Regions from separate parts of the Mus musculus genome. Here regions 2, 3, 4, 5, 6 and 7 are each linked to region 1. Evidence: chromatin contacts called from public Hi-C and promoter capture Hi-C data. All regions are on one chromosome and are shown on one strand. Each heading gives the region's core, a stretch centred on a gene start, on an enhancer-like site or on the middle of the called end of the contact. The rest is flanking DNA. Distances are from core to core; before and after follow the strand shown.

Region 1 (4,033 bases), core at 412-2,911:
AGCTCCTAACTCCAGAGCTTCTAGGTTATTATCACCTAAGCCCTCAGGTCTGATGGCAAGATACCCTGTGGCACTGAGGTCCTGCTTCCAGTGTTAGCTGTTTACTAGAAACTGAGTTTTAGTATGTTGTCCAGGCTAGACCCAAAACTTGTAGCAAGCTTTCTTCAGCCTCCTGAGTGCTGAGATATAAGCTTGAGCTATCACTCTGGCTTTACCTTCCTTTTCATTTTTTAAAAAAAAGTATGTGTATTTTCTGTATGTCTGTGGGTGTATGTGGAGGTCAGAGGGCAAGCCCAAGAGTCAGTTTTCTTCTTCCAGCACTTAAGTGTGTGACTGAACCCAATAGTCTAGTGCTGTGGCAGGTCTCCTTACCTATGAGCCATTTCACCCACCCCACAGCCCCCACTCTCTATTGCATGTTCTCTAGCCAGTGTGCTGGCTGACACTTTCTGAAGCATCTTCTACCTTCTGGAAAACCTAATGTGGAAAACCTTTGTTCTCAAAGGCAAGTTTCTTCATCGTTTGAGAGTAAGGGTCTATATAGCCTGGGCCGGCAATGAAGCTTGGGGAAAAATGACTTTGAACTGATCCTCCTAACTCTTAACTTTTTAGTTCTGAGATTACAAGTATGCCCCACAGTGTCTGTCTGGTGCATGCAGTGCTTGCTGGACAGTGCACCTTTGAGAATACTGGGCAGCAACTGTTCTATAAACTGAGCTTTCTTCCCAGGCCACTTACTGCAGTATTAATGGGAACATCTTCCTGCCTTCTGAGAAGATGCCACAGCAGATGACTGGTAGAGAGCATCCAGCTCAGGCCCTGATCCAGAACATATTCGTAACTTTGCCAATAATAATATCAGCTTTAAGAAATGTCTATTCGTCAGGCACAGATTAAAACTCCTATCCCCAGTGACTCATACTTAGAACTAAGTGGGCCACAAATGAATACAATTCCGCCAGGTATGTTGGCTCACAACTTCCTCTTGGCTCAACCCCAGAGGAAGGTGGAGACTGGAGACTGGCTAAGAGTTGGAGTTCCAAATCAACCTTAGGTACTGAGCAAGATTCCACCTCTGAAACTCTAAGTCTCAAATAAATGGCTGAGGTGCCTATTTAACATATCAATGTGGACCAGGCTGCCACGTTCTCCCAGTACCCCTTGTTACAGGGTATGGCTGGCACACTCCACCTTCTACCCCAAATTCTCCAGCTTGTGTTGCCCTTCTCTATATAACCCAGCCATTTTAGTTACCTGCCCCCTTTTTACCTTTTGGCCACAGCACCCGGGTCTTATGGCTCAGGGGTTATGTCCACTCTGAACTCCCCCAGCTGTCTGCCTATGCTTCCCTTTTCCCCTACAATAAACCTCCTCCTCCACCATACTTAGAAGCAGCCATGTCCTTAGTTTATTATTTTTTCATTCATGAAAGAAATGCAGAACCAAGTGAATTAACAAGAAAATAAATAAGTAAAGCAAATACAGAAAACAAATTGAATGAAGTGAATTAACGCATCGGCTTTTGACTTTCACGGAATCTCAGTTTTTTTTTTTAAATTATTATTTTTTGAGTCAGAGTTTCACTATGTAGTCCTGGCTGTATTGGAGCTCTACGTAGAGCAGGCTGCTCCGGACGTCACAGGGATCCGCCTGAATCGCTCACAGGAGTTCTGGGATTAAGGGCGTGAACCGCTTCCGCGGCTTTCAGGATTTTTTTCCCTCATCTCCGTGAATTTGGCTTTACCTCCCCAGAGATCCGCCTGCATCTGCCTCTCCGCGGATGTGCGCGGTTTTCCCGGCTGTTTTTTTCTTTCTTTCTTTTTTTTTTTTCCTTTTCCACGGAGACTATGTTGTCAATCAATACAGAAACAGAAAACGCCCAGACGTGGCGGAAACTCAGTCATCCAATCAGAGGACGGCTTGTGGTTGACAGGCGGGACTACAAACCGGAAATGTGAGACAGAATACGCGGACCGAGCCGGGGGAGGGGCGACCAAAAAGAAAACAAAAAACAAAAAACAAACCGCCGAAAAACAAAAAAATAAAAACCGCTTCAGGCCGGAAGTATAAAACGGAACCCGGAAGTGTGGGACCGGATACGGCTAAAACACTTCAGGCCGGAAGTGCGAGACAGATACGGATGAAAACGCTGCAGGCCGGAAGTGCGAGACGGATGAAAACGCCTCAGGCCGGAAGTTTGAAGTGAAGATGGCTATAAAAGCTTTAGAGAAGCTCGGGAAGACACTCACCAGCACTTGGAGTCCGAGCTTGGACTGACTGCCTGGGCCTGCTGGGATTCTGAGTTCTGCCATCAGTTCTTGTTTCTGGTAAGTCAGTCACCTCCAGAAGGGCACAGTTTTGATTGAGGGCCACTTGACCCAAGATGCCAAAGGAACTCTGATTTCTTCTCTTCCCAGGAACAGATCGCAGGCATTGAGTTTACTAATAGTGATGGTTGCCATCATCTTCGACCTTAATTTGCTGGTTTCATTTATTATTTTATTTTATTTGAGGCATGACCTTACTTTGCTGCCCAGGCCCACCTAGAACGCAGATCAGCCAAGAGTGCTTTTAAATTACCTGGCAGTTCTGCATCTGCCTCCCCAAGCTGGAACTACAAGCTGAAAGTTAATGGAATATCTAGAATTATACCTTGGTTTGTGTCAAGTTAAATTTTTTCTTTGTTTTTTGTTTTTGTTTTTGTTTTTTTAGATGGGGCCTTAGTCTAGCTCAGGTTGGCTTCAGACTGCCTCACCCCTCTGAATGTTGAATTAATGATTCAATATTTAAGGCTTATTTTAATTTTTCTTTTTAGAGACAGAGTCACATGCAGAATATGGTAGAATTCACATGTAGTCTCATCATATCTGACTTCACATTTTAAAATTTTCATTTCATTTTATTTTGAAGACATAGTCTTATCTGATCCTTTTAATTCCATCTTCTTAGAGTTTGGATTTTATTCATTTACATTCTTACTTTTTTTTTTTTTTTTTTTTTTTAGGCAGAGTTTCTCTGTAGCCCTGGGTGACCTGGAATGCACAGAGATCCATTTGCATCTGCTTCTTGAGTATTTGGTTTTAAGGCTTTGGTTTTAAGGCATGCACTACCATGTCTAGCTAGTGTTGCCCACTGACTTTAAAATTTCTTAAAGACAGAGTCTCGTTAAGCTTGGGCTGGTCTCAGTTGAACCCCTGACCTTCTAACTCTACATTTGATTGATTAGCTTGAAATTCCTTAAATTTTACAAAAGTTAATGTTTTGAAATTTGAGATCTAAATTGAGATTTGTTTTCTTTCTTTCACTTTTTGTTTTTGTTTTTTTTTTTTAAATTTTTCAGAGACAGGGTTTCTTTTGTACCCCCTGCTGTCCTGGAACTAGCATTGAAGACCAGGCTGGCCTCAAACTCACAGAGACCTGCCTGCCTCTGCTGCTTCCTTGGCGTTGGGATTGAAGAGGTTTTATGGCACAGGACTACAAGTCCCATCTCGTCTGAGGACTGAAGCTATAGGAATGTAGTTGGTTTAGCCTGGATAATTTAACTTGACCTTGATCCAAATTAAAATAAAAAGAAGCCAGGTGGGCTGCTTACTTCTTTCTGGCATTCCAGCCCTAGAAACACAATGAAGCGTGATCTCCAGTTCTGGGCTAGACTGGGGTGACCTTGTTTACATAAAATGAAACAAATGAGTTAGGAATGCAGCCTACTGGCAGAGTGCTTGTCTAGTTTGGGCCAGGCCCTGGGATCAAACCCAAACAACCTCACCTCAAAATTATTTTGAATCTGTTTTTTTTAAAAATTTTATTTGTGTATGGGTGTTTTGCCTGTATATGTGTATGCACCATGTCTATGTCTGCTGTCCTGGGTGGCCAGAAGAGGGCAGATCTGGTATTGAAGTTTCAGATGGCCCACCCACCATGTGGGTGCTGGGAACCAAACTCAGGGCCTCTGGAAGAGCAGCCAGTACTCTTAACTGCTCACTCACATTTCTAGTTCCTTGTTTGTTTGTTTTGAGACTCACAACTTGGACTG
Region 2 (4,033 bases), core at 1,049-3,548, 1.7 Mb after region 1:
CGCTGTCTTAATATGCTATGATGATGATGATGATGATGATGATGAATTGAGAGGGCACAACTGACAGCTGGTAGGTAGAGGTGGGGTGCTCCTAGCCATGTCACAATGCACAGGACAGCCGGATCTGAAATACCAATGCAGGATACATAGCCCAGTTCAACCAAAAAGGCTCAAAATCTGACCTGAGAGCCTTTGGATGCTCTTTTTGTTTTGTTGTGATGTGTACGGCTGTTGGCTGTATGTGTGTCTTTGCACTACATGTGTACAGTGCCCATGGGGGCCAGAAAAGGGCCTTGGTCCCCTGGGATAGGATTACTAATGACTGTGAGTCATCACTGGGGCTCTAGGAATGAAACCTGGGCCCTCTGAAAGCAGCCTTAACTGCTGAGGCATCTCTCCTGGATATTACTAGAAGAGTTTGATGGGCAAAGCCTATGCAAATTCTCCAAAATGCCAGCAGAAAAATCCAAATTCTGAGTTGCTTTTGGCCCTTGGCATTTCTTTTAAGAATGGCCAACCTGCAGAGCTGGTCTGGGAAAAGCTATAGGTCTAGGAGGAAGAGCAGAGACTTAAAAGTGGAGAGGCCCACACTAAAATCATATCACTCTCAATCTGTGTTACCCTGGGCATTATCAACCTGTTTCCTCACATATAAAGCGAGAAATACCAACACTGTAGGAGAAAGCACCAGGCACATAGCAGGTACTCCTCAAACACCAGCTTCTTTCCTGATGGGCAGGTCTAGGATTGATGAGGCTCTCAGAAGCTCAGGACTGCTTCACAAACACCATATTCAAATGCCATGCTGTTTGGCTTCTTTAGCTACAACTAACCTCAGACTCCAATCTTCTAGCCTGAGAAGAGGATAGAGGAAGGCCATAGATGGATAGTACGTATCCTAGAATGGAAATGGGGCAGAGGGAAAGGCAGGGCACAAGGACTTGTTTTATAGTCTTCAATGTTCCCAAGAAAGTCTCCCATGCCCGGCCTGAAGCCACAGTGTCCTCAGGGCAATAGCCAGCTCTATTACCACACTAGCACACAGAGGAAGGAAAGCCAGAGACAGGCTAGTGACAGGTCATGGCGTCTGAAGGTTGAGCTTATGAAAAAGACCCTGGCTCTGGCTGTACATTTACTCACCTCCAAGCCTGTTTGGGAAAGGCTGACTTAGGGACGTGCCTAAGGCTACTTTCTCTAGTCTCGTTTCTGCTAAACCTGGCTCGCTGCCTCTACTTAAAGGGCATGGCAAGACACAGCTCCTTCTCACACACTGCACTTGTCACAGAAACACTCTACCCTTTGTAATGAACAAAAAATGTTGCCCTCCATAAAATTTTTCCAGCCCATTTTGAGCAGAGACTGTCAGAATTCAGTGTTAACTGGAAAGTAAGTGTGTCAGACTCTGCTTCTGGAAAATATTTCAAGCCTTTAAACTGTGAAGTGATTTATATTTGACATACAAAATCCCAACAGAAGAACAATTCTTCCTGAAGCAGTTCACTCCTCTCACTAACAAGGGCACTTCTGTTAGCAAGAGCGAGGTAAGAACTGATTGATTGGCTGCATGAAATTATATACCTTTAGTATATATGCAGAATAATACTTTGGGCCTCCTGTATATTAAAGCCATGATGAGGAGGGTCAAAGAACTGACTACTTAGGAAGACAAGATCAATAAGAATAAAGCAAATACCAAATTATCCCTCTGCAACAGGACCAGACACACAGAAGCCTTCCCTTCTGAGAAACATCGTCAAAGAGGCTGCCAAACACACCCATCATATCCCAAGGCTACACTCAGCCACTGACAGAGGCCAGAGGGTCTGAGAGTTAAGGGGACTCAGTTTTGATATCAAAGGCCAGGTCTAACTTGTGACTACTAGACTTTTAAGCTGTGTAACCTTCCAAGAGTCACTTGGACCTTCTCCAGGTGTCTATCTCTTCAAGTGTAAAATGGGAGAGAAATTGCCCGTGTTTGCAGATCTGGGAGAATTCAACTAGCAGTAGGTAAGGTGCCTGGTCAAGTCAGGGACCAGCAGAAAGCTACTAGCATTGCCACTGTTGGGTACACAAGGACTAAAATGTCTCTTTTGCTAGGCTTCCTAAAGGCATATGCGACACCAAGACCTCTTTCCTTCAAAGGCTAACTTCTTAGCAGCACACTGAAATGCCAGCCATATAAGTACAAGAATAGCTACAAGTCATAAGAATCTCACACAAGCTATGACAACAGTAACAGCAGCAGCTTCTGGAGGTGCCAAGTGACTTGTCAGAATGACTCAACTTTCACCCATGCCCAAGGATTGAGGCATAGGTTTTTGTTTGAATTTTAGTTCATTCCATAAAAGAGAGTCAATCTCAGAGCTCAGAAGGATGCATTGCTCTGAAGAGGAAGACTATCTTGGGGATAAGGTCTGTCTGATTCTAGACCTTCTTCTCTCCGCTCTCTGCCTCTCGGCCAGACAGGAATAAATAGCATTCAGGTCAAAACCACCCTTCTTTCATGCAGACCAAAAGGTTTTTTGGCTTGAGTTTTTTCCTTAAACTCACATAATTTCTTCCTTCCCCAAGCCACTTTACAAATTAAAGCTTACAAGGAGGTTGATTTTGAGGATCTGGCTTAATGCCAAACTCCTTTTTTTCTTTTTCTTTTTCCTTTTTTTTTTTTAAAGCAACAGAGACATCTTTTGGCGAATCCATAATAGTGCAAGTGAGCAGGGGTGTTAACAGGATGCTTGTGAGCCTGTGACTGCCCACCTTCATAGTTTCTCTTTGATGTTCTAAAGCCACAGGGACTTGGCCCACTGGCCATGAAAGAAACTATCACCATAAGGAATGGCAGAGTTGGGGAGCCAAATGTGGGGGTAATCCCAACACTGAGAAAGTGGAGTCAGGAAGGAAACCCCGGGCTATATAGTAAACTTGAAGCTACACTGGGCTACACAGTGAGACCTATCTGGAGGTGAGGGATACAGGGTGGAGGACAACACAGACAGACAAAGGAAGGCAGAGCTGGCATCGGCCTCCACTACCTGAAATGCAGTTCAATCTGAATGGAGCCCTGGGTGGCGCTGCTGCTCTTGGAGGGCTGAAAGATACAGTTGAACACATTGGTCATGCCATGGCTGGGCTTCTGCCCAGAATAGCGGGTGTCAAATGCCATCATAGAATGGGAAACCAAGTTAATGGACTTGGTCTGGTTGGAAAAACTCTCATAGAGCAGCTTACATTTCTTAAAGTCAAATCTGAAAGGGAAGAAAGCAAAGGAGACGTTAAACACAGTCATACCTTATGAAATGAAGTTCAGGTGTGGAACAAGATTGGCATCATCAGTGTACCAGAGTACCATTCAATCTGAGATCCTGAACTCACTGTTCACAGGGCACTCAAAATGCAGTCAGTGGCACTGGGCCTGAAACCTTTCCAATCGCAGAGAGGAGATTATATCCACAGGAATGCATGAGGAATAATAATATACCCAACCTATTATATCCTTAATGATTTACCACCCCATGTCCCATCCTAGGCTGACAAAGCCATATGTTAAATCATAATCCTCAATGGATATCCAGGGTCTCTTTGACCGTCATCTGTGAAATTATAGCTTGCCTGAGGCTTCTCCCTCCAGAGTCAGCAGGCACATCTGTATAAGATCACTACAGCTCACTGGAGGCAACATCCTACTTTGCACTCAGGAAGTAAGAAACTGACCCATCAACCGGAAGTGCATCCAAACCCACTGTCTTTTTTGGAAAAAGAGTAAGTTGCAAAGAGCGATTATGAGTTGCTCAGTACCATTATGAATCATTCCACATTGAAAAACTCAAGGAATAAATCAAGAGAGTAGCTGGCCCCCAAGAATGCAGGTTCACCAAGGCATGGTTCCCCTCAGCTGATCTGGGTGCAGGCCACACAGGCTTTGAACAGAAAATCAGGATAAGTCAGAGTGCTTCAGACAGGCCTTACTAGCCTTGACACCCCATTTTCAAATGTGACCCAACTTTCCAGCCATATAACCTTGGACTAGTAAAAT
Region 3 (4,033 bases), core at 584-3,083, 1.7 Mb after region 1:
GCTAAGTATGTGTGGGAAGAGCTGTTCCTTTCACTGCTTGACATGAATTTAGGCAGAAAATAATGTTTTTCTCCCAATGAAGATAAGTGGAGTGCCATATAGAGACAGTGAAAATAAACACTCGTGGAAAGGAGTTCTCCAAAAGTATCTCTCATGAGCAAAGCTGCAGTGTCTCTACAGTGTTTGCTTCATCACTGATGCTCAAAAGCAGGTCACCTGCCTAACAAAACATGAATATGGCACAGGGGCACATAAGGTACTTGCATCACCAGAACACTGGCGTCTGCCTATACCAGCAGCTGGGGAAGCTGCCTGCATCCTGCCCCCTGCCCCCCAGCCCCAGGTTGAAAGGCCAGGGAGAAGCAGGTGAACTTAAGTGTGATTAGACAATAAATAGCAATGCTACATAGGATTTAGAAACATAGAGCTAAAAGGACCATGGAAGAGCAATATAATATGAAGATGCATGCAAATGGTAAAGCTTAATTATACATAAAGAACAGCCAAGACAGTTGGCCCTCTATATACACAGGGCTCACATCCTCAAACTCAACCAAGCCCAGACCATTTGATGTGTGGTCAGGCCTACTATGGTCACACATACAATCTCTCTCCTCATCTCTAGCTTCTAAATAATACAGTATTAGCAACTGCTTCCCACAGTACTTTTGTGGAAATGTGATCTCTAGATCACTTGAAGTTTACTGGAAGATACGCATAGACTGTGTGCAAACACTCTGCCATAAAAAAATAAAGACTTGAGCACCAACGATTTGGGTCTGGGGTGGGGCAGGTGAAACCTTGAAACTCATCCCCCATAGACAGAGGGAAGTTTCCCAGACTATGATCAGAGAAGAAGATATCTACCTACATGAAACAACATGTTGCTGCCAAATTCCCACCTCGTTTTCTACTGATGTCAACCATTAGCTGGCTGATCTTCATATTGATTCCTAACACTCACTCCTGAGACAATACTCTGATGTTTTTCTTCTTAGACACAGGGGAGCAAAGCACTTCAACAGAGCAAGGTTATTGCAAGCTTCACTGTGTAACAACCTGGCCTGGCAGAGTGTGCATGACACCAAACAGCAGCCACTCACCGTAGAGGAAGAGGAATTTTTGTCTGGTGCTGCATATCGGAAGAAGGTCCCGACCTTGTCCACAGACACTGGGCTCACTTGCTCCCAGCCATTCACTCGAACTTGCAGCTGATGGATGCGCAGGTCGTGAGTATGTCTGTCAAGAGGATCAGAAAAGGCCCAGTCTCAAAAAGACAGGAAATTAGGAGCAGAGACTCCAACCTGATTGTATTTTATAATGATGTAAAAGCCAGTTAAGCCTTCTCAGCATTACCTGGTGAGAGAAGTCAGGAAGACAGTTTAACTGGCTTTTATGCTGACGGCTACTGGTGAGATGCAGAAGGCCTGGAGCAAGGGGCATCTGCCCTCTTCTCATAAACCATGAAAATCTGTATGCTTGCCAGAGGGCTCCCAGCAGCACCTACCTAATCTTCATGAAATAATGTCAGTGGCAATCAGCTGAATGGAATGATCAGAGTGTCCTGGCCATTGAATCACGTAACCATGCTCTTGGGGTACGTAAGCTTTGTCTTTTTAGTTCCTTTGTTGAAAATTCTACTCCTCTAAGGAACACATCCAGTTTTTTGGCTCAGGCCCTACACAACCACAGACAGGCCTGGGAGACAGTGCCCTTGGAGTTAAGAGTGTACAAGCGCTCAGCTGAAACTGGAGCAGAAGGCAGTGGGCAGAACAGAAGGAATAGGAGGAAATTGCACGTTTAATTCTATTTTAGATTTTGCCTAATTCAAGCCAGAAGGCTGAAGCTGAAATGGGGAACTGAACTTGAGGCTGACAGGAAGGGAGGAGGGCAGCATAGGGACAGTATGCCAAGGGGAAAATGCCAAAAAATGCATTTATTTTGATGAGTTCAAGCAGTACAGTGGGTTACATGGAAACTAAGATGGAAATGACACCAAGCCCTCTCTGATGCAAGAGGCAGGGCTTATTGAAAGATACTATTAACAAGAGCTTCCTGAAGCACAGGGCACCCTGAAAATGTATCCAGCATAGAGATTTTACCCCCACCCCCAAAGGACTCCCAGAGACCCAGACCCATACATTCAAAACCCTCACCAGTCAGGACTAACCCGTGCAGGCAGAACAAGAGGAAGAAAGGCTTTGTTGTGAGGGAGGTTTGCATATGGGCTCAGGCCTGAAGCCAGCCTCTTCCACTTCAGCTTCCCAGAATCAGTCCAAGGCTCAAACACTAAGCCTTCACCTATTTACACCCTAGACAGCCTTTCCATTTAAAAATACTTGCAAATAGTGAGGTAATACCTTACTGGACATTTTATTATCTTTCAGGAAATGGAATTAAAGCCTTCATCTGTATTTGTGCCAAGTCCTCTAGCTGGCTGCGCCAGGAGTGACTGGGTCAGCAGTACCCCTTGAAGAGGTAATCGTACACTGCTTGCTTTTCCTAGCTCTGCATCCTGGGCCTATCTGCTCACAGAAAGTGTGCGGCATAAATGTATCTTAAGACTGAGATAATCAAGCTTGAGAACTGCACATCATCCACTTGGGCAGCTTTCAGGCTCGGTCGCCTACACAGAGACCCGGACAGGGTTTAATGGAGCTGAGTGTGAGTATGTACCTAGCTTTTGTCCAAACTCTGAAATACTTAGTTATCTTCTCACACACCAAGAAAATGGGAATAGAAAGAAATGTTTTTCCAAGATGGCATGACAGCCTATATTCTAAGAGGAAACAGTCACTTTCAAAGTATCTTTGAACAACAAAACATTCAAGTCAGTGAAAGACAAATAGTGAAAGACAAAACACCAGGGACAAACATTTATATCCATGCCATGAAATCCATGAAAAAGAATAAACAACCATATTTTACCTGTGTCGTAACTTTCCTCTGGCTTCAAATTCAAAGGGAATCTCTTCACCTGTGAGGACTTCTCTCCATTCACTGACATTGTGTGCATCATCCAGGAATGCTCCATTCCCTTCTGGAACCACCCCAGGACTCCCACTGTGAGACAGTGCAGCCCTGGAACCAAATCAAATGACAGGTTGTCCCTTCAGCCTTACCCTCCCTACTATCTCTACAGGAGTTCTGAGCCACTAGGAAATCAGCCCTCCCATAACTGACTGACTGCAGTGGCATGATATAACCTGGTTGTTCTTTGTGACCCAAGAAGGACCCGAGAGCAAGTGGCTTCAGCTACTTTCCGGCTCTGTCACAACTAAACATCTTTGGACGTTTAGAAATAGACTGAAGTAATGCTGAGCATTGTACAGCATACTTACAACCTCGGCTGAAGAATGAGAATGACTGTAAAGCCAGCCTGTGCAATAGGGCAAATTTTAGGCCAGCCTGGGCTGCATAGTGAAACTCTGTTTCAAATAATGTTTTTCAATAGAAGAAAGTGTGTGTGTGTGTGTGTGTGTGTGTGTGTGTGTTACATCATGGACATATGTGCATTTGGAGCACAGAGGTTAATATCAGGTGCCTTCATCAATCACTCTCTATCTAATAATTTGAGACAGGGTTTCTTATAATATAACCTAGAACTCATCAACTGGCTAGCATGGCTGTCAGTGAGCTCCAAGGAGCCTCCTATCTGCATGTCTTAGTGTTGGGAAACAGCCACACACTACCATCTTCAGCTTTTTCAAGATTGCTGGAGATCCAAGCTCTAGGCCTAATACACAAGAATTTACTGACTGAGCCATTTTCCCAGTCCTACACAGCAGGCATGAAATCGCCTGCCTCATAAGCAGGAGCACAGGAGTTCAATCACCAGAAACCATGTAAGAATGCTGGGTGTGGTGGTGCATGTATCCCAGCACTGAGGAGGGAGGGACAGGATTCCTGGAGCTGAGTGGTCAGCAGCCAGCCTGGCCTAATCAATAAGCCAATGAGAGACCCTTTGTCAAAGAAAGCAGACATCGTTCCTGAAGATGACATCTGTGGTTGTTCACTGGCTTCTGCATACATA
Region 4 (4,033 bases), core at 1,014-3,513, 1.6 Mb before region 1:
CCCACATCAAGCAATTCCCGACTCCCTGTAACTCCATCTCCAGTGTGTTCAGCAGTCTCCTTTGAGATATACACATCATTAAAAATAAAGTATTACCAAAAGAACCAAAAACCCAAGTCAAAAGAGCTGGGTGGTGACGCACACGCCTTTAATCTTAGCACTTGGGAGGCAGAGATGGGCAAATCTCTGAGTTCAAAGTCAGTCTGGTCTACATACAAAGTGAGTTCCAGAACAGCCAGAGCTACCCAGAGAAACCCTCCCCCTGCCCCAACATACAAACACGAACTCCCTCACACACAAAGGAAAAATATGTTTAAGGACCAGAAATCCTCTACATAGCACAGGAGCGTCGCTCACCGCCTTGCTTCCGTATTTGCTCTAGCCTCAATACTCTAGGCGGTTCTACAAATACACTCAACGCAGAGACAGACAAGTCACCCTCATTGAGGCTTCAGCCACCTGCTGACTGCCTAGCGGACGTTAAACTTCCGTTCTTGGGTTCACCTACCATTCCCGAGCGAGCTTCTTATATGCCTTTTTAATGTCAGCCTGACTGGCCGTGCGGCTGACCCCTAGGACTCTGTATGGGTCAAAATCCAATGCAGACAGGCTTTGCAGGATCAGAACCAGAACCATCAAGAATCGCCAGGACACGCCCAACCTTTTCAATTCCATCTCTCTTCCTTCCCAGAGCTGAAATGATCAAGAGGTAGTTTTAAGTTCAAGAGACAGGAACTTGAATGGTCATGCTTCTTAAGGTAGGGAATAAAGATGTTCAAATGAGAGCTAAACACGAGATTTTTTTTTTTTAAGAGGGAATGTGTCAATCTAGTTGACCCTATCTTTAAAACAAAAAAGACCACTATTTTTGAATATCACACACAAGAACTATTATGAATTAAAAAAAAAAAGACAAGTCATAATAGATTAATAGATTAGAAAAGTCCTTTTAAAATTACTGGAAATGAATGCTCTGAAACAAGTGGTGACTCTGAGAATATATCTAGGATATCCAGGAGAGGATATCTCAAATGCACCATTTCATCTATCATAACAATAAACTTAAAATAATTGGCTTCAGAGTAGCTGAGAACGGGTCAAATTAGCTCACAAACTCATCATGATTTCTCATGTACTAAATTACATTCTAGGATCATTGTGGCATTTCTGGACACTAAATAGACATGAAAGTAAAACACCTTAAAATAACTGTGCATTAATATTCAGAAGTCTGCTATTATTAAGAATCCAGTTTCTTATCTAAAGAGAACAGGAAAGACTAGAAGAATAGGCACGGCTTTAAAATGTTTTAAACTACAACTCAGCTGAGGGGTAGAACTCAGTGTGGGTTTTGGAATAATCCTGGCTGGTTGATAAGGAGATAGCGTGGACCTGGAGATACACACACTCACACAGGGGGCTGTGATCTTTTATACCATATGCTGGTTTCATGGGTCCATTTATCTTGACCTCACAGTGTTTAGTAAGGTTCAGTGGCTGACACCTTACTCAGGGGGGGTGGATTTTGACAAGTGCAAGCCATAAACCCTGCTTGGGAGTCTTTATAAACAGTTGACCACTGTTTAGAACTGCACACATGCTAAGTAAAATCCACAAGCAAGCCAGTTCCTGTTTCTCTTTTAAGACAGCCTGTTCTGAGGTACTGGCTAAACTCACCCAGATTGGGGATCAGATTGCGGGGGTGGGGGGCTGTCCACCACCATTCTAGGACCTAAACCTGTGTTCTTGCTGATAGGGTGTGACTGAACACCAGCACCTAGCAGGATCTTTATGGGGATGGGGTACAGTAAAGTGGGTAAGGGGTTTACTAAGCAGAATCCACAGGCAGGGTGGGTGAAGTGTCTGCTGCGGGAGTGGGTGAGGTGGGGACAATTTTTGGCTGACGTTCTCCAGCTCCAGGGGGCCGGCCACAGGATTGGGGACGCGCTGGCCAACAGGTAGCCCTCGGCGTCCCCAAGCGCAGGCGGCGGAGGCTCCCCAGACGCTCCGCAGGACCAAGTCCCGACTCGGGCGCCCGCCCGGGTTACGACCTTCCGGGAGGCGGCCCCCTCCCCCGCCGCCCCGGTTCCTGTCGGCTCCCGGGGCCCCCCGGGGCCCAGCGCGGGCTGAGGACGCGGAGGATCTGACGGGAGATCCCCCAGCTTGCAAGGCCCCGCCACGCTCGCGCGTCAAGCCGGGAAGGAGTTACCGGGAAAGGGCACCGGCCCAACCGGCCGCAGCGTCCGTGCTCCAGTGAATCCGCCGGGGCCGGCGCTTCCAGTCCACACCAGAGAACCTGGGGAGGGGAAGGAGGCGGGGCCCAGGCCCGGGGCAGTCACGTGTCACTTAAAGACCCCACGCCTGCGACGCGCGCACAGACCGGTTTAGGCCGCACACGCGATGAACCTATTTTGGCCTTGACGGTCACCGTAGGCACCTGGATCTGGCGCAGTTGCTATAGGAACGGAGAGCGCTCTCTGGCTGGGTCTGAAAGCTTGCTCTTGACTAGCGAGGCCAGAACGTGCCTTCTAGCGAGGCGGAGTCGCTATGCATCACGGGATACCAGGAAGACCTCCCGGAACCGGGGAGGGGTTTCCACTGGTTGCCAGAAGATGGCCCACATCTAGCAACTGTTGCTAGGACGGGGACGCAGTCGCTGGTCCCAGTTCACTTTGACCCTATTCATAGAATCCTAGAGCGTCAGCGTTTGAGGCGACCTTAGGGATTCTTCCTAGTTCAACCTCTTCATATACTGAAGTTCGGAGAGGGCCAAAGACTTGCCCGAAGCTTAGAATCCAAGGCTCCAAATTCAGTACATCAACCCAAGGATGTTCTAGACTGGAATTTGGACAAGAACTGAGGGAAAGACGGGCGTGGTTGCGCACGCCTTTAATCCCAGCACTTGGGAGGCAGAGGCAGGTGGATATTTGAGTTCGAGGCCAGCCTGGTCTACAAAGTGAGTTCCAGGACAGCCAGGACTGTACAGAGAAACCCTGTCTTGAAAAAACAAACAAACAAGCAAACAAACAAACAAACAAACAAACAAAAGAACCGAGGGAAGAGGGCGTGGTGAATAAGGCTGACATTTTTTTTTTTTTTTTTTGCGCCCGTGACCAAGGGCTCTTGATGTATTTTCTATTCCATGCCTCGTGTTGAGTGAGTTCTTATGTAATCGGTTTCTAAAACACTTACCTAGCATGCTGTTTTTGTTGTTTGCTTTTGAGACAGGGTCTCACCGTGTAATCCTCGCTGGCCTGGAACTTACTAGGTGAATCAGGGTGGTCTCAAACTCAGGAGATCTGCCTGCCTCTGCCTCCTCAAAGAGTGCCGGGATTAAAAGTCTGCACTACCATGCCTGGCTCTCTCTTCTATACATTTAGTGTATATCGTTGTTCTTTGGGCTCTTTCAGGTAGAGCTCTTTCAGGTAAGCTCCTGCAGGTAGAGTCTCACACTTTTCTTGTTCAGCATTGTATCACTGTCTGCACAGACCTTGGTTTGTACAAGCTGCCAGTAAATATTTGAATAGTTAGTTGCAAAATAAATAAAAAATGAAGCTAAAGCCTATCATCGTCATCCCCCCCCCCCCCCCCGCCTCTCGTGCATGCTAGGCGAATGCGCTGTCGCAGAGCTGAATATTGGTCTGTGCCTAAGGCTTTGCTGCTCGAGTGACCTATACTATACCTGTGTTTTGGATTGATTTTCTGCACTGGCACCAGCAGACCAATTTGCACTCACTCATGTTTATTTTTACCAAGCTGAAACTAGGTTATTTAACAGTCTGAGAAATCAGGTGGCAGGGATAACTGCCAAATCCCCAAACAAGCCAGTTTTAGCCAACGTGGTGAATCTCCTTTACTTTGGGGCAACTAACCCCCTTTGAGTTTCTCATTACTGCTCTCCCCAGATTTCCTGTTTGTAAATTCACCTCAGCTGCTCCTCCCGAGTGTACATCCTATTTTATGGAAGGAAATGTTGACTGATGCCCAAATCAGGAAACAAGTGTAATATTATCGTTTGACATATTCCAAGGTG
Region 5 (4,033 bases), core at 537-3,036, 1.6 Mb after region 1:
ACAAGTTGGCAAAGGCTAGTGAGGTCACAAGCATTGCAGGGAAGAGGCAGGCCCAGTACAGTGACCATTTCTAGGACTCGGGCCAGGGACACTCACAGGATGTTTACCCTCTGACAGTTGGGGTGTGAGGAAGCTCTCTGCACTCTTCAGCTCTAGTGAGACAAATTAGGAAAGGAAACTGGTTGGGTGAGAGTGTCCCTGAAATTCATAGAGTTTCTTTCAGATTCAGGATCTTTTTGCTCCAGTGAGGCAACATTCCTATCCTAACTCAGAACAGAATTCCGGCTAAACAACTAGGACTTAGGAGGTGGTCTTCAACAGATCAAATAGGACTCCAGTTTTTTATTCATTTATTTTATGAGTATGTGAGCATGCATACGCGCGCACACACACACACACACACACACACACACACGTACTCACACTGACACCTGCTCACACAAGCACACTTACAAGCCAAAGTCCACATGAGAAAGTCAGGAGACAATTTATAGGAGTCAGTTCTTCCCTTCCATTATGTGGGTCCTGGCTATTGAATGCAGTTTGTCAAGCTTAGCAGCAACCATGTTTGTTCACTGAGCCATCTGATCTTCTCCAGGACTCCAGTTCCAAATTAAGGAGACTAGATAGACTCTGGTCTTATTATAATGTGATTCTTTTCCTCCTAAAGGAGACTCTCCTTTCACACTGCCCAGAGCTCAGTGCCCTCTTGGATGAGGCGGGTACTGGTTCTGGGCTCAGATTGGCCTAAGTGGCTCCTGGAGGGGTTGTGGATAGCATAAGGACAATCTTTGATTGGAGGTGATTTGGCAACTGTGAACAATCACCCAGCTTCTTAGTACATAGCTGTGTTCATCCAAAAAGTGAGGCCAGCCACCTCTCTCTGAAGAGAGGATAGCAATTAGACACAGCAAAAATCTTCACATTAATTAAAACTGTGCTCTACTTGCTACTGTATTACATTACAGCTAATAAAGACAATTTAATCTTTACTCCAGAAGGATTATTCCAAATCTTTACTTTAAAATTTTATAAACAGATTAATTTAGCCCAGTTTTACACCCTGCCTGATACTTGGTCATCCACTTTACAACTGATAGGGCTCAGAAAAGCCTTCCACTGTAAACACTGTACCCTAAGCTTAGAACTAGTCATACATCATTATAAAACAGTGACCTCCCTTCTTCCAAATATAGACAGTTGTGACTGATAGACTAGGGGACTGTCATCGTATCAATGATTCCTAGGGTCTGGTCAAAGCTGCTAGCCATCACTGAATATACTATGGGCCAGTGGGCTCTAGATGGCCCCTCTGCTTTTCTGACACTCAGGCCATTTGACAGTGAGTCACACATCACTGGCCATATGACCAGTGCCACAGGTGCTTGCAGAAGTATGAGCGGAAGTACCTAGGTCAGGAATGGGGGCAGCACTTCCTTCTGTGTGGCTGGGGGACACTGGTAGAAAAATTGACTGGGCCTGTATTTCCAAAGGCTTTCGATGCCACATTTAGAATTTGCTAAGAAAACCACAGTAATAGGAAATGGGTGACAGTTGAAACAAACTCAGAGAAAACACATGTCTGCCTGCCACTTCCTTCTTTGCAATTACATGTTTTGTAATTCTGCATCTATCTTATAGACGCAGAAACACCACAACCATATGCCAGGAGCCACTTTTATATCTCAGTTTCTTTGGAAGGAACAAGTGGCAAGCATCAGGCAGTCATGTGCATGGGTCAACACATGCAGACATCTGAGGTCAACCTCTGATGTCATTCTTCAGGAGTCATCTACCTCTTGTTGTTGTTGTTGCTGCTGCTGCTGTTAGAGTGTCTTTCACTTGGCTGTCTGAATGGCAAGCCCCAGGGATCCACATCTGGCTTTTGATGTGGTGCTGGGATTAAACTCGGGCCTTGTGCTTGCCTTGCCAGTGCTTTACCAACTTGGCCATTTTCTGAGCCCTCTAAAGATAGTTTTAAAGCAACAGGTCCAGATTCTAAGAGGAGATTGATGGATTGTATCTGATGCCCTTAGCCATGGAAGCTAGAGAACTGGAAGGAAGTGCAGTGCGCTCAGCATCCCGAAAAGGGACAAGGACTTCAGGGAAGGAGTGAAAAGAAAGGCTATCAGACTCACCAAGACACCTCACCAGTATCTGCTGCTGGCAGCTTTCATCCCCCTCCTACCCCTTGCACTGAGATGTGTATATAAAGGTACTTATGAGAGGCCATGGCAAGAGGGGCATTCTTCCTTAACCTAATTGCAAGTGCCTTACCATGAGCCAATCCATGAATGCCAGCCACAAGGTGCTCTCCACTGGTGGCAGCATGGTATCTGATGTACTCTCGCTCTGACTGGTGCCGATTGTCCATCGTCTTCCCCAGGCCATCTGATAGTGTCCCTGCAAACTAGAACAAAATAAAACACAAAGAGGAGTTTTAAAGCTTCAACATTTTTGCTATTAAATAAATACCTTCCCTTGGTCTTAGCTAAGAGTAAGTAAATTGTGATTACACAGAAAGGTTAACTTCTGAGTTACATACTATCTGCCCCAGCAGCCTGTCTCTTAAAACCCTGGGTAGCAGACACAGGGAAACAAGAGGCACTAGAAGAACCCTCTCAAAGCATTACACATCTGTTGTACAATTTAGGCTGAACAACCCAAATCCAAAAAAACCTTTACATGCAAGATATTCTAACATCTGAATCTTTTTGGGTACTGACACAGCACCACAGTGGAAAATTCCATGCCCTGCCCCATGTGGAGGATTGCAAATCAGATGCTGGTGCGCCAGACTGTGTGTGAGGTGTGTATGAATCCCAGTATGAACCTGGGTGAATTTCACATCTAAACTTACATCTCCTCCCTCAGAAAATCTCATAGGTAAATAGTCCTGAGGTTGGGAAATCCAAAAATCGTAACTAGGTCTAGGCTGAAGTATTCCATGTAAGAGCTACCTTATCTGCACCCCTGAAACCTTTTTAAATGTTAAAGGTGTGGAGGTTAGAGAGATGGCTTGACAGATTAAAACACTTGCCAAGCAAGCACAGGAACCCGAGTTCAAATCCCCACCACCCATGGAAAAAGTCGGTCACTGCTGTACAGGTGCCCGGCAACCCAGTGGTGTAGCAGTGGTTAAAAGATTAACAGTAGACGTGAACCCATGATTTCAAGTGAAGATTCATCCTCTCCCACAAATCAGAGGATATTATCTCTCTGGCATACTTTAGCCAGAGGGAGCAGGGTTGCTGGGGCTTGCTGGTCACCAGTCTATCTCTACGCTTAATGAAGGACCCTGTTTCAAGAAAATAAGGTAGAGACTGATAGAGTAGGGCACCTCTTCCTCTATCCTCTGTGTGCATACACAGGCACACACATGTACATACAAACATATACTAAAATACATACACATAAGCACATACAATTTTTTTTAACATTAAGTTAAAAAATGGATAGAGGAGGCGAGAATTGGGATCCTTTGATGTTCAGAACACAGCCTTTGTGCTGGTAATCAGTGTATTTCAAGGCAGGAGATGCCAGATTTATCAGTCTAGGGTTTCGTATCAAAGTCTCTAGAGAACTGGGTAAAGGTGCAGCTTGGTAGGATGTTTGCCTGGCATGCACTGAGCATGGGGCTCAATGTGGAGAAAAGAAAAGGTGAGATGAACCTCCCTAAAGTTACACCTTCTTTCACTTAACAATTACTGAGTGCCCATCAGGTGCACAGCCCCATTGATCAAATGAAGAGAAGGAAGTGGGCAAAAAGATGAACACCCATGATTTTGAGTGCAAACCCATCATCCCCCATAAATCAGAGGATTTTATTTACTCTGGTTTACTTTACCCAGAGAAGCTGTCTCATCTATCAAAGCTGGATAAAAAGGATATAAACTCTGTTTTGTCACCAGACAATTTGAAAAGGTTTAGCATGACAGTTAATAAACCACAGGGTACTTATCCCCATCATTCAGGCATAAAAAGAGAAGGGTATCAAATATATAATTAACCTTCTCAGGAAGGATCTACCAAA
Region 6 (4,033 bases), core at 777-3,276, 1.6 Mb after region 1:
ACACACAAAGTGCACGCATGCATGTATTCGTGTAACACTCACATACATGCACACATTTGTATGTGCATGCATACAAATACATATAGACATGTAGGGAGGTGTCTAGTGGCATGGTACTGGTAACTTTTTGGTGATTATTAATGACCTATTACACTGCGTTCTGCTCACTCTCTTGAGACAAGGAGGAGGGGAGAAAATAACAGCACCTATTTCAATGGCTTGCTGTAGCAATTAAAGAGCTAACAACCAAACAATGCTCTAAACCTCAATGTACACATACAGCATGCTATTTTACTTAAACACTAAAACTATGCTTTAAGAAACCATGATGATTCAAGAAACAGTTCAGTTCAAAGAACGTGTAAAGTATATTCACAATGGAGCCACAGGTGAGTCTAGGTTTCCATTGTAATGACTGTATAGCAAATGGGCTAGGTAAGGAAGGAGCTGCTGAATGGCTTTTTTTTCTTGCAAAAGGGTCAATCAGAGGGGAGCAACCACTACCTCTGTCTCCTCCCACAGCCTGGCCAGGCCCAGTGTTCCCATGGATACAGCAAGGAGGGCCATGTATGTGACTTTGCCAAACTGCAGTTGTCTATAGGACTTCTCCCCGGCCTAAGAACTAGCTTATTTTTACCACACTGTCTCATTTTCTGACCCTGAATAGCAGGAAAGAGTGTTCCTTCTTCTGTGAGTCAGCAGGCTCAGAATAATATGCTCTGACAGAAGAGCTGGAGGTGTTAGCAGGCCCAACAGGGACCTGGGTATGCATGGTACAGTTGTTAAAGGGTCCTCCAGGTAAGGCATGCATTGTGAATCTACACGTTAAGAATGGGAAAGAGCACATGCAGCTAGTCTCCCAGCATGCCCCAGTCCCAACGCACCAGCAAAGGGAATAGTGACATCTGGAACTGGTTTTGAGGCTCTCCAGCTGCAGATACACAAGACTGAAGGGGCTTATGGCTGTCCCTTCTGATTCTCATCAGGGCCAAACACAAGCCAGAAGACAAGCTGGTTCAGAAACCGAATCAACCTCACTTTGAAATGCTCTTCACTCCCCGACCTCCTTTGAAAACAGAATTAATAGTCCAGGTGGAAAGAGATCAAAATGAAAGATAAGGGCTCAGGTCCTCTCAGGTGTATTTTGAGATTTCATTCAGATCAGATGTACCCTGGGTCAGAGTTGACTTCCTAGCACCTATCCTCTTAGGAGACAAGAGCCAGTAAGAATGAATTCATTTGTATTGTTGGCCTGAGGAAGGGGTGGGGGCTGTCTGTATAGGCCTGGAAAAAAAGGACACATACAAATTGTGTTAGAGACATGCCATGAGCCAGAGAGATGGGGGTAAGATGCTAGATACTGCCAGACAGATGGGGCAATAAGCGAAATCTCCCAGACCTGGTGCCAACCACTGCTCACACCCAGCATGTGGCTTTCTAATTGTTTCCCTGTGCATGGGTACACAGGCTTGTGAGCAAGACAAAAAGGAAGCAATAGACAATGCCCTCCTGCTCAAGCTTTCCTGTAGCTCAGAGAGAGGCAGGTATAGCCAAACCTCCTCTGATACCAAGAAGGGACACAAAAGCTCTGTCCTCTCTCCCTAAAACTGAGGGTTTCTTTTTTCTTCTGGACCCAGGCACAGACAGCAGACAGTGAGGGCAAACTCTGGCTAACTAATGATCAAGTTCCTTGGGGAGGGAGGGGCATAAGCAAGCCCAGAGCAGCTCTGATGCTGACAAACGGTGAGTCATGGGAGAGGCCAGAAGTGACTCTTTGGTTGTAGTTCTTCGAGGCTCCCTTTCCAAAGGATTGCTCAGACCAGGGAGTGGGACCAAACTTCCTTCTATGTGGTACAAAAATCATTGAGGACTTCCTGGTGTTCTGGATGTAGATTTTTGCAGATAAGAATCTCTATGAATGCTAGTTAACATCTGGCATATTCAATGATTAATTATTAAACAGAACCAAAGAAATCCAAAGAGCAGCAAAATTTCTTCATACAATTTGGCCTCATATGGAGGGTGAAGAGACACATGCAGTTTGGGTTTAGCAATCGTGTAATGGAGTCCAGATGACAACTCCCTCCATGCTGGAGTCACCATCAGAGTCTCTTGGGGCCTTCAGAGCACCTTGACAGTGGAAACATGACTAACAAAGGACCCAGAGAGAGGTCTTAGGTTGGCTGGGCACCGTATCTCTTCCCTTACCTCTAGAGTCTTTTACTCAGGCCCACAGCACCAAAATAAACAGAAATCCCCTCTGGCCTGCCAAGGGGGCCACAGCATGCTGAGCACATCTGATGCAGCAGGCACCCTACCTACACAGAGACTTCCTGTGCCAGCTGTGTAGCAGCTGGTTCTTGCTCCCAGGTGATGAGCAGATAAAGAGGGACTTCTGGAAAGTAGATCAGAATTAAGGATATAGCCAGGGAGTGGCACTGCTGCTTTCTGGAAAGGCAGATTCTGGGTATAGAAGGGAGTGCCACAGTTCCTGGGTACAAAGTATGGTGACCTGGTCTCTGGACATGAGCCAGGGTCCCTCTGCTCTGGAAATGACAGACACAAAGCATGGCCAAGGACCCCAATGAGGAGGGATGGGCTGACAAACAAGATGAAACTACCCCAATCCACTTTCCCTCCTAGGCCCTCTGAATGCAGGTAGCTATATTAATTAAACCCATGTCTGTCTGCACATCTGCTCATGTCACGGTTCCTTCTGAGAACTCAGGCTGCCTGCCCTTGCTGAGATATCTACTTGCCCATGCCCTCCTTAGTGAGGGACTAGAGCTCCTTTGAGGCCACCTGGAACACCAGGCCTTTCCATAAGGCAGCCTTGCACCTGCTCTGATCAGCATGGGGCTTGGCCCCATGAGAGCCAGAGAGCAAGGCCCATCTAGAGCCTCCACAATGCTATGCAAAGATACAGCATCCAGGCATCAACCACTCTGCCACCAACACAGCCTCCTAGGAGACGGCTAGGTTTCCTGTTGTGTCAGCCCCGTTTCCTTCAGCAACATTATACTGCAAACAGAGAGCCGCTCTGAAGAAAGCACCGTGGTGTCCCATTTCTGGGCTGGGGGACGGGGGAGGGATGGAGGCAGACTGCCTAGCTGTTCTGAAGGGGAACATTCCAGCACTGTGACCCCCTCAACGTGGCTTTCCTTCCCTCTCCCCAGACCTGAAATACTGTTTGAAGAAAGGAAGCATGCAAGCTTCCCTGTGTGACCTTGGATGGGCAGGTTCTGAATGGCAGCTGGGTCTATTACATGCCGTGTGAGAGGGTTAAGCAGGACAGCCTCAACTCTTTATAAACTTTTGCCCTGTGGATATGTACTCATTGGCGGCAGTACAAGACTCGAGCTGTATTACACGCCTTAACGATATGGTTCAACTGTCGGTCAGGCTTGGGCCTGGCAACGGGCCAGACCGCAATCAATGGGACACAGAGCCTCCCCCTTTCAGATCATCACGAAGGCTCATATTATCTCCTTTTCGTCGTGCTGGTTAAATTTATGGAGCAGAACCCTGAAGCTGCATTCCTTGGGCCGGGCCGGCCCACGCGGCCCTCCCTCCCTTTGTTCGGTACTGTAAGCGAGCTGTGCTTCGGAGGACTGCAGGGTTGTTAGTTCAGGCCCTGACTGTTTGCTCACGACTGAAATGAAGAGAGTTCAGTGGAAGGGCAAAAGGACAGCCCGAGTGTAAACCCCATCCCAGCAGGCCCTGGGCCCCTATATATAGGCCCCGAACTGCTCTTCAATGAACAACTTCACTTTGTTCTCACAAAAGCAAAATCTTTAGTCTGATCCCTGGCAAGCTTCTTGCAAAACAGCTACCAAGTCCTCATGCATTTGATTCCCCACTTGAACTCGGCTAGGGCATTAGGAGGAGGCATATTCTATCTATAGCCATCTTCTAATCTTCCTGGTTTCACAGGAGACAGGAGTGCAAACACTGACTACTAGCTAGTCATACTTTTAATACATAAGAAAAGTCAACTTGATTTTCAGGGCTTGACCACCAAAGTAGAATACAT
Region 7 (4,033 bases), core at 833-3,332, 1.6 Mb after region 1:
AGGTTTTGGGTCCCATCACCACCACTGCTGTCAGTCTGCTTGACACCCTCCCACACACCCCAAATCTGGAAACCACATCAAAGACTCACTCAAACTGCTTGGGGCAGACCCTTCATCTCCTGATCCCGATCCCAAACTTGTCACTCACTGTGAAGAATTAACATGGGGCAAAGCAGAGGCCTCTTGGCTCTATATTCTTCTGATATTTTCCTCCAGCCCCCCTTTTCTCTGTAGCTGCCCACCTGCAGGCCAGCTCTCTACAGGCTCTGCACCCCACCTCCAGCCAACAGAGCAGCCAAGACATGGCTGACACATGGACTTTGGCTTTCCAGAGTCTACCGATAGCCACTTTTCACTGCTGCTGCCCCACAGGTGGGCTGACGGAAAGCCTCTCAGGTGACAGAGGAGGGACACTCCATCTGTCTTGTGAGGACAGAGGGAAGATGACAAACACACACAAGCACTAGGGTAAGTTCTGGCCTTCCAGAAGAGGAAAGAGAGGCCCTCTCTTCTAAACTAACCACCAGAGGCCCATGGCAAGTAGCTCAGACTTCTGTTAGAACAGTAACTGTCTATGTTACAGGCAGTGGGCAACAAGGGAAATAACAGTGAACATCTCCCAGTTTATCTCCTATGTTATCTCCCTCCCCTCCCAAACAAGTCTCTTTGACTTGCTAGACTATGGACTTGCTGAGGAACACCACAAAGTTGTAAAGTTGTACTTGACCTGGCACACAGTGAAACAATGTATTGGCCAAGGATTTAGAAGACAATAGAGAAAGGATGCTAGGAGGAACCCCACTGCACATAGGTACAACATGGGGTGTGGGATACCAGGGGCTGTGTTGCCCTCAGAACTTCAAGCAAGCCATTGACTTCTATCTGCGCAGCTGAGTAAACTGCTGGATACAAGTCTGCAGGTGTCAAATGTTTCTGACAGGTTAGCTCCCGGCTTAGAGACAGTGTAAGCTGGAGCTAGGCTGTGGCTGAGAGAAACAGTGACCATCTAGTCATGTAAGGCCCTGGGGTCCATTTCCAGCAAAGGAAGGAAGGACGGAGGGAACAAAGGGGATTTCACTATTACTCATTTCCTGAATTCTTTTTGATTTTGCTAACCATGTAAATGAGTTGGTTTCATTAGAAGAGAAAGGTGACATTTTTAGCATGCTACTTTAGTCTGGATCCTCTTCTTCAAAATTCCCTCCTCCCCTGCCTCTAGGAGACAAGCACCCAAGGAGAAAAACCTGAAGTTTACAAGGTTGCCTTTGCTTTTTCTTTATATTTTCTGTATTAAAAATACATACATACACTCACAAACCACACACACACACACACACACACACACCTCCTAGATATTCCTTTCTGTCTAAATAGTGAAAGAACCCAAGGATCTGGTCTTGTGATCGATCGCCTTTGTGCCTGCAATCTGAATGGGCCAACTTGATAAAATATTCGAAACGAGTAGATACTTTATAAAAGACAAACAAACAACTAAAGGGTGACTCCTAGCCACAAACTAGGCATTGTTCAGAAAAGTTAACCATACAGGATCCTGGGTTAGGACTGAGGAGAATGGGAAGTAGCAGAGGTGCACAGAACTGATGAGCCTGCTATGAAGCCTTAGCAGACCTTAAATTGGATGTCAGTGACAATCTGTTTAATACTGTTTAATTAAATGGAAAAAAACCCCACAAAACTAAATACAACTTGATGTGGGAGATCAAAGTTGACGCTGCTGTGGCACTGGGGACTTTGTGGGGTTTTCACTCCATCAGGAAGTAATTACACAATATTTTCCAGAAGTGAAACAGTGAGTATAAGTGGAAAAAAATGTGGAAACATTTAGTTAGAACAGTAGAGCAAGGTATTAAAGACTCCTTTAACGGGTTAACTCTGAGGGGAATATGCAAATAATTAGGTCCTTAAACATGTTTTTAATTACAAATCTAGGATAAAAGTCAGAGGTAGAAGTCGGCACCAGAGTTTTTCCTGAGTACGCCCTTCCTGCAGAGGGATGACTAGACCACTCACATGACCCTGAGTACAGGCTGATAACAGAGGACACTCCGAGCCACGTCTGCCAGGGTCCCTTGTGACCTCTCCTATATGCCCAGGAAGACTGGGGTCACATGCCTCCCTCACCACCCACTGGCTAGGCTCCACCTTCAGCGTGGGTGGAGATACAAGGTCCTCATCTTCAAAGTTAAAATTCAGGCAGTAACTGTGCCCAGATCACATGAAACTTCAAGTGTTTTATGAAACTCATTTTGCTGATTTCTTCCTGGCTGCAGATTTTAGCTCACTGGCCTGTTTCCAGGGTGTGTACCATGTGGGCAGCAACTCTACGATGCCTGGACTATACAATTTGTCCAGAGTGTTTTTCTGTTCTTCTATCATTCTATTACAAATGAATCTTGTTTCAAAGAACCAGAGATGGTTTGGATCAAATAGAGGTGGGTTAACAAAGAATTTAAGATTTAACACCCAAAGATCTGTAATTTTACTTAGCCCATCCTCCTTTTTGAGACAGGGATGCCAGGCTGACTGTGGAAGGTAGCTGAGGCTGACTTTAAACTTGTGGTCCTCCTGCCTCCATCTCCTGAGTGCAAATGCTACTACTCTTGGTTTATGCAGTGCTAGACATGGAACCTGGGGCACTGTGCATGCTAAGCAAGCATTCTACCAGCTTAGCTACATCTCTCACCCCTTACTTATCCTTTGATAGTATCCCTAAGTCCTCATGGGAAATGGAAAGTAGGACATGTGTTAACACAAATGTTGACCTGCAGCTCTCCAGCTGAGTTTATTGAGTGATTTAAACCCCAGGCACTTCTAGGTTCAGAGGGTTCTCCAGTGAGTGGGACACCCTAGCTATCACTGGCTGACACTCCAGTAGAGTCTATATTATGTTCCGTTTTGCTGAGAAATGACTCTCTAGGTTTGAGTCTGAGGCTCAAAATCCCATCAATAGTGCAGTTTATAGGAAGGTCTCAGCCCTCTCAGCGTTCAGAAATGAAGATCTAAGTTTCTGTTGTTGAAGCCTCTCGGTGCACAGCATGTGTTGGTAGCAGAATAGGCTCAAGGGAAGAAGTGCACAGCACTATTTAGAGATACTCCAGTGATACCATGGCAGGATACACCTAAGAAGATGCCATATCCTATCTCCTAAATTCTAGACTTCGTTTTCTATGTTCTCATTCAAACAAGATATGAAATGGGAATTGAGGCCTCTGGTATTGTCTCAAGCAATGACACTGAAGGCCACCCCCAGGAGCTAATCTTCCCCTGAACGCTTCCACCAGTCAGCAACACCCACAGTGCCAGAATCTTCCCTAGTTCGCTTCACCTCAGAGGATACAAGTTACACTAGGACATTTCTACGCCCCAAATTCAGTCATCTCACACCTGGTCAAGAGAGCACAGGTCACACAGCACCTTACATTCGGAGAATTTCCACAAAATAGCACCAGAGACTACCATGGTTACCATGTCAGCTAAGAATAATCTCACTAACTGAAAATGTGTAAGAGCAACAAAATAATTAAGAAAACTGCATTTCCAGGATATTCGATGGGTAATAATTTGCTTCTTAGTTTCAGTTTGCTAGCATTCTCTAGCAAACAGTAAAGTTAAAAAAAAATATATGGGGCGTGGTGGTGCACGCCTTTAATCCCAGCACTCGGGAGGCAGAGGCAGGCGGATTTCTGAGTTCGATGCCAGCCTGGTCTACAAAGTGAGTTCCAGGACAGCCAGAGCTATATAGAGAAACCCTGTCTCAAAAAACAAAACAAAACAAAACAAAACAAAACAAAACAAAACAAAACAAAATATATATAAGGGACAAAAGTCCCTTAAGACTGAGACTATCTCATGCCCCGGCCTCTCTGAACTGACTACAGAGACTGATACCGCAGAGACAACACAGGGAGGTCTGCTTTGGAGCAGGCTGAGAGCCATTCCCTCTGGTACTGGTCATTTACAATCTGACATTTAGGACAAGTCATTCTTTAGTCTCTTCCAAGGGCTGTATCAG

The links. Promoter capture Hi-C pulls out the DNA fragments that hold promoters and counts their contacts. Hi-C and Micro-C count contacts between places; a contact is called where the count stands out from the background.
Region 2: a promoter capture Hi-C map of cranial neural crest shows a contact between it and region 1. The contact joins the enhancer-like site here to the promoter of Pramel12 in region 1. A contact is called at or near these places in 7 of 39 promoter capture datasets (the 3T3-L1 cell line, cranial neural crest, frontonasal cranial neural crest and 3 more) and 3 of 115 datasets of contacts at active chromatin or transcription factors (differentiating embryonic stem cells, embryonic forebrain and embryonic stem cells).
Region 3: a contact with region 1 is called in a promoter capture Hi-C map of hippocampal neurons, with 3 times the contacts expected there. The contact joins the enhancer-like site here to the promoter of Pramel12 in region 1. A contact is called at or near these places in 6 of 39 promoter capture datasets (the 3T3-L1 cell line, the C10 cell line, cranial neural crest and 3 more) and 2 of 115 datasets of contacts at active chromatin or transcription factors (astrocytes and embryonic stem cells).
Region 4: a promoter capture Hi-C map of pre-B cells shows a contact between it and region 1, with 3 times the contacts expected there. The contact joins the promoter of Dnajc16 here to the promoter of Pramel12 in region 1. A contact is called at or near these places in 6 of 39 promoter capture datasets (the 3T3-L1 cell line, the C10 cell line, the HPC-7 cell line and 1 more), 1 of 484 Hi-C or Micro-C datasets (the G1E-ER4 cell line) and 3 of 115 datasets of contacts at active chromatin or transcription factors (T-cell acute lymphoblastic leukemia, large pre-B cells and thymic regulatory T cells).
Region 5: a contact with region 1 is called in a promoter capture Hi-C map of pre-B cells, with 4 times the contacts expected there. The contact joins the enhancer-like site here to the promoter of Pramel12 in region 1. A contact is called at or near these places in 6 of 39 promoter capture datasets (the 3T3-L1 cell line, cranial neural crest, frontonasal cranial neural crest and 3 more) and 2 of 115 datasets of contacts at active chromatin or transcription factors (astrocytes and epiblast stem cells).
Region 6: a promoter capture Hi-C map of second pharyngeal arch cranial neural crest shows a contact between it and region 1. The contact joins the enhancer-like site here to the promoter of Pramel12 in region 1. A contact is called at or near these places in 5 of 39 promoter capture datasets (the C10 cell line, cranial neural crest, frontonasal cranial neural crest and 2 more), 1 of 115 datasets of contacts at active chromatin or transcription factors (astrocytes) and 1 of 9 other capture datasets (embryonic stem cells).
Region 7: a contact with region 1 is called in a Hi-C map of B cells, with 6 read pairs. The contact joins the enhancer-like site here to the promoter of Pramel12 in region 1. A contact is called at or near these places in 3 of 39 promoter capture datasets (cranial neural crest, hippocampal neurons and second pharyngeal arch cranial neural crest) and 1 of 484 Hi-C or Micro-C datasets (B cells).

The regions. Positions count from the first base shown.
Region 1 is chr4:143,410,765-143,414,797 of GRCm38.p6, forward strand. It overlaps Pramel12 (PRAME like 12), which reads left to right and starts at 1,662. Exons shown (of 5, transcript NM_172877.3): 1 at 1,662-2,327.
Region 2 is chr4:145,123,378-145,127,410 of GRCm38.p6, forward strand. It overlaps Vps13d (vacuolar protein sorting 13D), which reads right to left. Exons shown (of 70, transcript NM_001276465.1): 30 at 3,033-3,245. Among named protein-coding and RNA genes, the nearest start is that of Vps13d, 70 kb to the right of the region's middle. Within about 2 kb of position 2,299, at least 39 of the 459 cell types and tissues checked have an H3K27ac peak or open chromatin away from gene starts, as enhancers often do.
Region 3 is chr4:145,095,083-145,099,115 of GRCm38.p6, forward strand. Vps13d (vacuolar protein sorting 13D) reads right to left here. Exons shown (of 70, transcript NM_001276465.1): 42 at 2,929-3,081; 43 at 1,104-1,239. Among named protein-coding and RNA genes, the nearest start is that of Vps13d, 98 kb to the right of the region's middle. Within about 2 kb of position 1,834, at least 54 of the 459 cell types and tissues checked have an H3K27ac peak or open chromatin away from gene starts, as enhancers often do. A contact at or near this core is called in hippocampal neurons, where this site is marked.
Region 4 is chr4:141,788,381-141,792,413 of GRCm38.p6, forward strand. Dnajc16 (DnaJ heat shock protein family (Hsp40) member C16) reads right to left here and starts at 2,264. Exons shown (of 15, transcript NM_172338.2): 1 at 2,210-2,264; 2 at 509-693. The coding sequence starts at 675.
Region 5 is chr4:145,017,860-145,021,892 of GRCm38.p6, forward strand. Vps13d (vacuolar protein sorting 13D) reads right to left here. Exons shown (of 70, transcript NM_001276465.1): 66 at 2,278-2,410. Among named protein-coding and RNA genes, the nearest start is that of Gm36317, 57 kb to the left of the region's middle. Within about 2 kb of position 1,787, at least 92 of the 459 cell types and tissues checked have an H3K27ac peak or open chromatin away from gene starts, as enhancers often do. A contact at or near this core is called in pre-B cells, where this site is marked.
Region 6 is chr4:144,996,680-145,000,712 of GRCm38.p6, forward strand. The region is part of intron 67 of Vps13d (vacuolar protein sorting 13D); the gene reads right to left. Among named protein-coding and RNA genes, the nearest start is that of Gm36317, 35 kb to the left of the region's middle. Within about 2 kb of position 2,027, at least 172 of the 459 cell types and tissues checked have an H3K27ac peak or open chromatin away from gene starts, as enhancers often do. A contact at or near this core is called in second pharyngeal arch cranial neural crest, where this site is marked.
Region 7 is chr4:144,979,194-144,983,226 of GRCm38.p6, forward strand. All of the region lies in intron 68 of Vps13d (vacuolar protein sorting 13D), which reads right to left. Among named protein-coding and RNA genes, the nearest start is that of Gm36317, 18 kb to the left of the region's middle. Within about 2 kb of position 2,083, at least 99 of the 459 cell types and tissues checked have an H3K27ac peak or open chromatin away from gene starts, as enhancers often do. A contact at or near this core is called in B cells and second pharyngeal arch cranial neural crest, where this site is marked.